2 separate regions of the Gossypium hirsutum genome follow, and region 1 is linked to region 2. A link is a contact called in public Hi-C data. All regions are on one chromosome and are shown on one strand. The core of a region is the stretch at or near the end of the contact, and the rest is flanking DNA. Distances in the headings are between cores, read along the strand shown.

The links. A called contact is a pair of places that touch in the nucleus more often than the background predicts.
Region 1: a Hi-C map of leaf shows a contact between it and region 2, with 2.6 times the contacts expected there. The contact joins two enhancer-like sites. A contact is called at or near these places in 3 of 34 Hi-C or Micro-C datasets (all in leaf).

The regions. Positions count from the first base shown.
Region 1 is chrA02:99,904,890-99,909,417 of Gossypium_hirsutum_v2.1, reverse strand. No RefSeq gene overlaps it. Among protein-coding and RNA genes, the nearest start is that of LOC107955336, 9.0 kb to the right of the region's middle. Within about 2 kb of position 2,342, at least 2 of the 9 cell types and tissues checked have an H3K27ac peak or open chromatin away from gene starts, as enhancers often do. A contact at or near this core is called in leaf, where this site is marked.
Region 2 is chrA02:99,783,522-99,788,236 of Gossypium_hirsutum_v2.1, reverse strand. No RefSeq gene overlaps it. Among protein-coding and RNA genes, the nearest start is that of LOC121217618, 7.9 kb to the right of the region's middle. Within about 2 kb of position 1,611, at least 1 of the 9 cell types and tissues checked has an H3K27ac peak or open chromatin away from gene starts, as enhancers often do. A contact at or near this core is called in leaf, where this site is marked.

The DNA.
Region 1 (4,528 bases), core at 1,093-3,592, 120 kb before region 2:
ACATATGTCAAAGTATGAAAAACCAGCAGCTTTCAGACCTCCCATGGCGTTTTTGCTGAAGAAAAATGATGATATCTCTAGATTTTTCAAATTTATCTTGTTTTATATGTTTAATTTGCAAAATTTCCCATTTTGCCCTTGTTTCTCCTTGTCTTTTTTGCTGATTTTCTTGCCCAACCGTCCAGCCCATACAATTTGGGTCCAATTCCCTTTTAAATCCCTCCTTTTAATCACTTAAACTATTTAATCACAATTTAATAAATTTCGCACTGTTTTCAATTTAGTTCTTTTAATTAATTGACTAACCAAACGTTAAAATTTTCTAACGAAACTTTAATACTAACTTAATAACACTCCATAAATATTTATAAAAATATTTGTGGCTCGGTTTATAAATCCGAGGTCTCGATACCTCGCTTTCAACCAAATTTACCTGATTAATTCTTTTAAAATCGCAAAATTCACTAATTAAAAATAATTCTTTTAAGTTCGCGCTTGGCCTATAATTATTATTTGTTAAAATTTCTAAACTTACTCGTCGGATTTAGTGATCTCGAATCACTGTTTCCGACACCACTGAAAAATTTGGCTGTTACATTTTGTGTATGAGATTTTCTCATTAGATTGGAAATAGAAAGTGTTGTATTTGAACAAATTCCCAATGAATCCAACAAATATTTGCATTTACTTCTTTTTGAGAAGTTGAGGTTTTGATTTTACAAATCAAAGAAAAAGAGTGCAAAAAATTGTTTTTAGGGAAAATAATACGTGGGTTTTGAATCGGGATGAGAAAATAATATAAATCGAAGTTTAAAAACGAGAAAGGAGCCACCAAAATTTAGATTTCATTGTTAGAAATTGAATTTAGATGAGTTTTTTTTTTTTACAGAGTTCTTGAATTTTGTCATTAAAATTCTTGAGGTGAACAATGTTGTAAGAACAAGACCGATGATCGAACTGAGCAAACTATTAGTTCTTAGTTCAACCATTACAAAATAAAAAGGAAAAAGGAAAAAAGAAAGAAAGAGAAGAAACAGAAAGCATCTTTAATATAAGCATAAACAATAATTTTATAAACTAAATTAAGTTCAAATGGTTTTTTAATTGGTTCAACTGATTTTACACTAGTTTTATTCTCCTTCGATTTTTATGGTATCGGTTGAATTGATTAGGCCATCTACTTATTGTTCAATCGATTAATTTAATCTAGTTCTGACAACCATGGGCTAAAGAACAAATGAAAATTTAAAAAAAAAAATTAACCTTTTTTTAAATTTAAAAAACAGTTCAGGTGGCATAATATTATTGAGTAAGGGAATTTTTCTTAACAAATCAAATGTTTGAGGTGATTACTATAATGCAATCATAATTTGGGTATCAGTTTTGATCCTAAAAGATTTTAAGTTTTTCAACGAAAAAAATGTTATAATTACAAGACCAAATTTTTATTTAAGCCTGACTTTCCACAGTAAATTTGGACACCTTCAGTTAGGTTAAAATGTATAAATAATTAAGTGTATTAGAGTGAAAAGTGTAATTTAATTTAGTATGTGGAGGGGTTTTTTTCTAGAAAGAAAAGATTGCAAAAGTTGTTGAAAGTAATGCTTTAAAGTACGAGTATAATATAATCCTAATAAATATGTTCTTTTAAATTTCAAATTTTAAAATTGACATTACTTAAATACTCAAATGAATGAGGATATTTTTGTAATTATACCAAAATAAATATATGCTCGAATAACTAAGTTAGGAATCTTGAAATCGACATTATTGAAAGAACTTTACTTGAATTTAATACTGAATGAGAACACTTTTATGATTATACCAAAATAAATATGTGTTTGAGTAACTACAAAATATATTCAAATAAATATAAAACACAAACATACTAAAAATCAAAATACTTCCTATCATAATTATAATCAGAATCAATACATTATTTACTCCCCATGTAATATAAAATTAAATTTTCAAATATTACACAATTAAATGGATATTTAAACTGGGTAGTACACAGAATTTTAAATTTATTTGCTTTTTTAATTGTAAGATTTGAACATTTAAGCTTTATATTAAATTTCTTTCACTAAATTAGATACATAAATAATTATTATAATTAATGATAAAGTCGTATAGTTAGTGACAGATTGAATCTAATACTACAACCCCACCTTTGATTCCTATTGATTAATGATTGATTATTTTGTTCAATAAAAAAGTTGGCAAACCACTTTTTAGGGACATTGGACCCATTTGTGATCAACTCGAAGCCCATGCCCAAAGCTATGCAACCATTTCAGCAACAACATTAGGTCTACTTCAAAAAAGCCCAAAGTCAAATGTCCTTGGGTTATATCAACAAAAATGTAGACACATTTCACTAATACAATAGGATACAATTACAAACCAATACTATACATCATAGATAAAGTACCGTAAAAGATCCAACTAATTCGATCAAAAAATCTTCACCTACACACCACAATTACAAAAGATGTGATTCCAACTCTAAAACCTCCTTGTTTATCAACAATGCCATGTACTCACAGGCACTAATAACAATTTTTTTTTCTCTACCGTCTTTTCATGCATATTCATCGCCTCATATATATACAAAATCACCTCACTGTACTTAGTTAAGTGTAGCCATTTAATCATTGGCAAATACATCTATCGTAAATATATGATCAAATTAGTTTCTCTATTATTTAATGGGTCAATTTAATTTTTGCATTATTAAAAAAGAATCAAATAAGGTCAAATTATAATAAAGTTAACCTTTACTGTTTTAAAAATACCATTTATTGTTTAACAGAGTTAATACTTGTAAAGATTATATAATATAGTTCTATAAATGAAATCTTTTGTTTGGAATTGAATTGCAGTTGAAAAAATAATTATTTTCAATACAATTTTTCATATGGTAAATGTTAACTTTGTTACCAACAATCTTTAGGTCCAATGGCAAGAATAATATGTTGTAAACATGGGAGTTTGGGTTAATCTAAAAAAACTTTATTTCTCTCTCACAATTATCAATATATATATATTTCTATTACATTTTAATAATAAAAAAATTAATTTAATCATGTGTCTATAATATAAGAATACTTCAACCTCATCTAGCTAAATGATAAATCATAAATAAATAAAAAATACAATATTTTATGTATTAATTGTTTTTGAAAAATAACCTAATAGATATACTAACTTTTAATCCAATTTTATAAATGGATGGAGTTTTATATACTCTTATTAATTTGATGAAACTCTCTGTTGAAGTTAACTATACTATTTTTACCATAGTGGATTAATCTCAAATTGTCCCCTCACTAAGAATATAAAATAACATTAGATATAAATGAAGCAATTTTTTTTAAAAAAAATTATAATGGGTTATTTAATAAATGAAAGGATATTTTTAGTTATATTATTTATTTCACACTTAAATCACACAAATTTAAATTTTCATATTGTAAATTTTAATAAATTAAAAATTTGAGACACACAAATGCCGGTTGAATTGTTTTCATAAATAAAATTTGCACTTTCAAGTATTGAAGATGGGTCCTCAACTTCACTCTCATCCCTAGACATGTTTATATAATTAGAGAAATGATGAAAAGATTTACAACAAGTTTGATTGGAGGAATAGAATAGATAAGTAATAAAATAGAACTGTAATTAATAATTTAATTGTTTGGTTAAATTGAATGGAATAAAATTGTAATATTTTTTTGTGTTTGGTTGAATGAAATAGATGTTGTAATAGAATAAGGAAAAAAAGTTTAAATGACTAGAGTACCTTTAGTAGAATTTTTTTAAGTAGATGATTATTGTTATTGTTATTAAATTTTAATAGGATTATTATTAAATATAATTTAATAAAAATAAAAATCAATAATTTAATCATATTTTAATATAATTATTATTAAATACAATTTACTAATAATATTTTTATTATTCAATTATTGTTAAATGTTCATATAAATTTAATTTAATTAATATAATTCATAAAAATAATATATCTAGAAATTTTTAATATTATAATTAAATGCTAATAATTTAGTAATGTATATTATAAATATATCTAATAGTATAATTAATACATTATTTTAAAAAATATGGTTTATTTCTTAATAGCTTCATAAATATTATGTCAAAAAATAATATCTGAAAATAAATAATTTAAAATTTTATATTTAATAATAAAAACATTATTTAACAATAAATTTAATTTTCTAAATTTAAAAATAAATCTAAAAATCATATTTAAAATTATTTTATTATATGTTTTTCTTTTGAATATAAACGATTGGATTCATTTAATATAAAGTGGGGAAAAAATACAGCCAAACAAAATATAAATTAATAAAGAAAAATAAATAAAACCATTAGAACTTTCTAGGGATCTTAATTGCCCCGTCTTGCTTCTTTAATCTGGAGCCCCTAGACATCGTCAATCAACTTTATCTCTTTCTTTTCTCTAGAGTTCTATCTAGTTCTTTCCTCTCTCTTTTCTCTGATC
Region 2 (4,715 bases), core at 362-2,861:
GAATAAAAAACAGAAATTTGTAGTTTTAAATCTTTTGATAATCTTAGAGAATAATTTACAGTTAATTAATTGTATAAGTCGTTATTTAAATTCAAATTAAGTTGTAATTTCACTTTTATACTAAGATCATTCTTTCGCTAATACAACTCCACTTTCATATATTCACATAAGATTACTCTTTTCATTAAAATTTAAGGAAAGACTTTTTCCATCAAAAGCTTAGCCAATACTCTTCAAGTAGTATATACACAAGTAATTTGCACTAATAAAAGCTCCCTACACAAATTGGAATGTACTCTCTTAATCTCTTATCAAAGTTGAAATACTAATATTTAAATAGGCATTGTAGTCATTCGTAAATGAACTAGTACAAACATAAATAATCTTTGAAGTTTCTTCCCAATTAAAACTCTTTAATATGGTATGTGATAAAAAGAGACCTTCATCAATTAAATTTCTTCTAATCTTAAATATGTATAAACAAAGTAAATGAATCATACTAGAACTCTTCAAAATATCATTGCTTGACCAAATATATTTACCAATTTAATACCACAAAAATTGCCAATTCCTTAAAAAGATGCACAAAAATAGTTAAAGCAATCTAATTATTAAAACATGCCGATAGGCAAGTTGCATTGCATCTAGTTGCGAAGAGAGTTGCAATATATATAATGAATTGTCAATGCATGAGTTTTATGCACCATCAATGAACCATAATTTATCACATTATTAATGAATAAAATAAAAAAATATCGCAAGACAAATAAATATATTAAATTCATTTAAACATAATTAAAAATATAAATTTTCATAATTAATTAAATTACGGATTATAATTCATTAATGATATATGAGATTCATGCACTTATAGTAAAATAAAATTTGATATTGGAGGGCGAAAATAAAATTTTAAGAATTTGATATTGAATAAAATTGTTATTATTCCACTTAACCAATAAAGCTAAAACTCCCTAACTGTGCCCTACGTGCACTAGGAGGACATCAAATCTATAGTATTATAATATAAAAATTGCAGGGATACAGGAAATATATGCAAAGTGAGGAGATCCACTCCATTCCTAAATTAAGAGATTAAATCTAATAGGTTGTAGGTTCAATGTAAGGTTGGATAAACAGACATAAGATTTTCGATCCATTTTGTCGAGTACAATACATGCATTTACTCTGTGTTTATATTGAGATGTGTGCTCGCATTGTTTGTGAACTTTTATTTAATTATTTGCAAGTATATTATTTATGTTATTATATAGAGAGATATTAACAAGTACATTGCACCATGGAACCGGACTATAATTCTTTTTCTCTCTTTTTTTTTTAAATAATGCAACCTAAAACAGTTCAATGTTACGTGGGATTAGATCTAGGCATCTAATAATAGGATAATGGGTTCTACTCAAAATGAGATATTTTTCATGAATACATTTAACCTAGAAAAAACAAAAAGCTCATTATATTTTAGAGGATCAAAAAAATTTTGGGACAAATGTAGGGCTCAAGAATTAAAATTTGGACTAAGCTTAAACAGAAGTTGAAAGAGTCTGGGCTAAGGCCCCCATATAGATCCATCTCTGATGGACCTAAGCTAAAATGTAGAAAAGGTTAAAGCCATGGGCAAAAAGGGAAAATGTTAAACCCAAACCAATGCAAACCATGTAATTTATTAGTTCAAATTTTATTATTAGTCCTTGTACTATATGCAAGTTGTGGATTCACTTCATGTACTATAATTTAGTCAATTTTAATCTCTATATTTTTCGAATTTTAAAATTTCATCCTTGATACAAACAATAACAATTAAATATGTTTGGTTAAATTCTATTAGTCATGTACTATGCGTAAAGTTGTATAGATTTAGTCCATGTTCTTCAATTTTAGCATTCTTAGTCTCTATCCTTTTCAAAATTTGAAATTTTAGTCTTGATGTAAATGATAGCCATTAAGTCTATTTTTAATTTTTTTTTGTAAGTAATATGTGGAAATTGAAAGCTAAAATTTAATGAATTTAAAAGCTACCATTTGATCAAGGCTTAAATTGTAAAATTTGAAAAGTAAAAAAAATTAACGTTGACCAAATTAAAGTACATGGACTAAGTCTGTAACTTACGCATAGTATAAAGACAAAGGCTCCTTTTGGATGGGCGGTGCGATTAGCTTGGTGAGATTAAAAATACCTAAGGCAATGAGATTGAGTACTATAGAGATGAGATTAAATCATCAATGAATAAGTGTTTGGATTCAAATGCAGTTGCAGAAGTGAGGTGAAAATTGAAAATGACAATTAAGGAAATTAGGCTAAAAATTATATATAATAAAAAATTGTACCAAAAAAATTTAGTCTTTGAGAAAGGATAAATATTTTAAAGGTGAATTAAGTATTTGGAGAGAAAGTATGAATGATGAAATTTAGTAAGAATTAAATTGCAAAATTTTGAAAATTGAAGGACTAAAAGTGCAAATTTACCATTTTTGAAAAGGGGAGAAGTTTGAAGAAATATTTTTTATGAATGTGATATGGAGATGTATTGAAACGAGGAGTTAAAAAATCAAAAGAATGGCTAAATTAAATAAAGTGGAAAGTGTAGGGTGTAACACCCCCTAACCTTTATCCGTTGTCAGAATAGGTTTACGGAGCATTACTAGACATTTCAGACCAAATACGAACATAAAAAAATTTCAAATAATACACCTTATAAATTAATCATGTTGTCCCTTATTTGGGTCCTCAATGCCCTAAATATGTATTAGAAACAAATCGAGACTTATTCGGGTTCTCTAAAATTTTTTCGTAAAACCTCAAAATTTTTCCTAGGTGCAAGGCTCACACGCCCGTGTGACCCTATGACATGCCCATATTTCAGGCTGTGTCCTACCCCGTGTAACTCTCTAACCTACATTACATGGCTAACCTACACGTCCGTGTGCTAGGCCGTGTGGTCAATTTATTTTTCAAAAATTAGGTGTAAATTTCACACGGCTGGAGCACATGCCCATGTGCTAGCCGTGTGTCTGACCATGTGGACTCAAAATGAACCTTAAACATCAAGTATACCAACCCTGCAACTTAAACAACAAGTAACTCAAAAACCAATCATTCAATCACTTTAAAACACGATCAAACATCTTTAAAACATGTCAAAAACATTAACCTAATGACCTATCCAATTTATACTCATAGGTACTTCATATATATTGTCCAAACAAACCATTAAAACATAATTCAAGCTAACTCAAATTTTCATACCATTTCAACCCTAATTGTTTTTGCCTATTTCATAGCCATTTAGGTATCAACTTAAATATACCACATATTTAACTCAACATAACATATAAATTTGTATATAACCAACCAATAACATCTTATAATATCATTTACAAACATTTTTCAAAATAACCAACATAAAACATCCTAGGTACATGCCATTATCGGTGTGGATGCTAATTCGATGAGCAACTTTAAATACCTAACATGTGCACGAAAAACACACCGTACGCCGAGTATAAACTCAGTGGTATTTCTATAATTTGAATACTTTTTAAGCAAGAATTTATAATATTTATATATCTAATCACACATAACAAAGATCATTCAAACAAATAATCAATTTCATAAACACATCATTCATAACAATTTCAATTTTCATCTATTACTATTTCAATCTCATAATTACTATTCAAATAACTTTTCTCAATAGGATACAGAATTCATTTTCAATATCAATATCCATTCCATATCCCATTCTAATTTCATATTCAAAATCATTCATATTGCCAATTCATTTATTTACCCCTATTAACACTACTCGGACTCGGATGGATACACAGATACAACCAAAATACATAAGTTTGGCACACAGTGCCTCATCGGATAATTCGAATTTCGTCCAGCCTTTACGCACCGGATTTTGGGGGAGAACAGGAGGGTTGGCCAAGTTAAAAATTTTGAATTTATTGCTAAGGATCTACGCTTTTTCCCACACAACCATAGCCGTATCAGCCTTACCCTGAAAGACTATCTTGTTCCTATCATTCCAGCAGTTCCAGAGGAGAGTAAAAAAGTCTGCAGCAGCTTTGGTGTCAAGCTCACGAAGGACGTCTTCCAACTAGTCAATGCAGCGCTCATATTTACCATCAAGCAGCCTATTGTTTAGACCACCTATCGTGAGGATCTCACATACCTTTGGGCATTCCTTCATGGCATGGATAAGAGTTTCATCACCATTTTTGCATCTAGGACAGGTTGTCGAGAAATTTTGATGGATGCGGGCTATATTGTCGTAGGTAGGCAAAATATTCTGGCTAATTCTCCAGCTGAAGGCTCTGATCTTTGGGAGCATTTTTAACTTCCAAATAATTCTCTAGAATAATCGGTGAGGACCGAAACCAACTTTTCTAAAGGATAACCACGACAAAGCAGATTTTGACGTATAGAATCCATGAGGGTATTAAGTCCACGTTTTGCTATAATTTATCCCATTATAAATAATGGGTAAATTGCAAATATGATCCCCCATCATTTTTCCATATAATTCAATAACCCTGACCTTCTTCCACCGTCTATGATTTTGGTCCCACAAATTTTTGAATTTTTTTTCTTCATTTGTTAACAACGACTGACAAACAGAATCCCCATTAAGACCCTCAATACCCTAGTGATCCCTTCGAATGTCTATTGTGTTTCCATCTTCAATCTG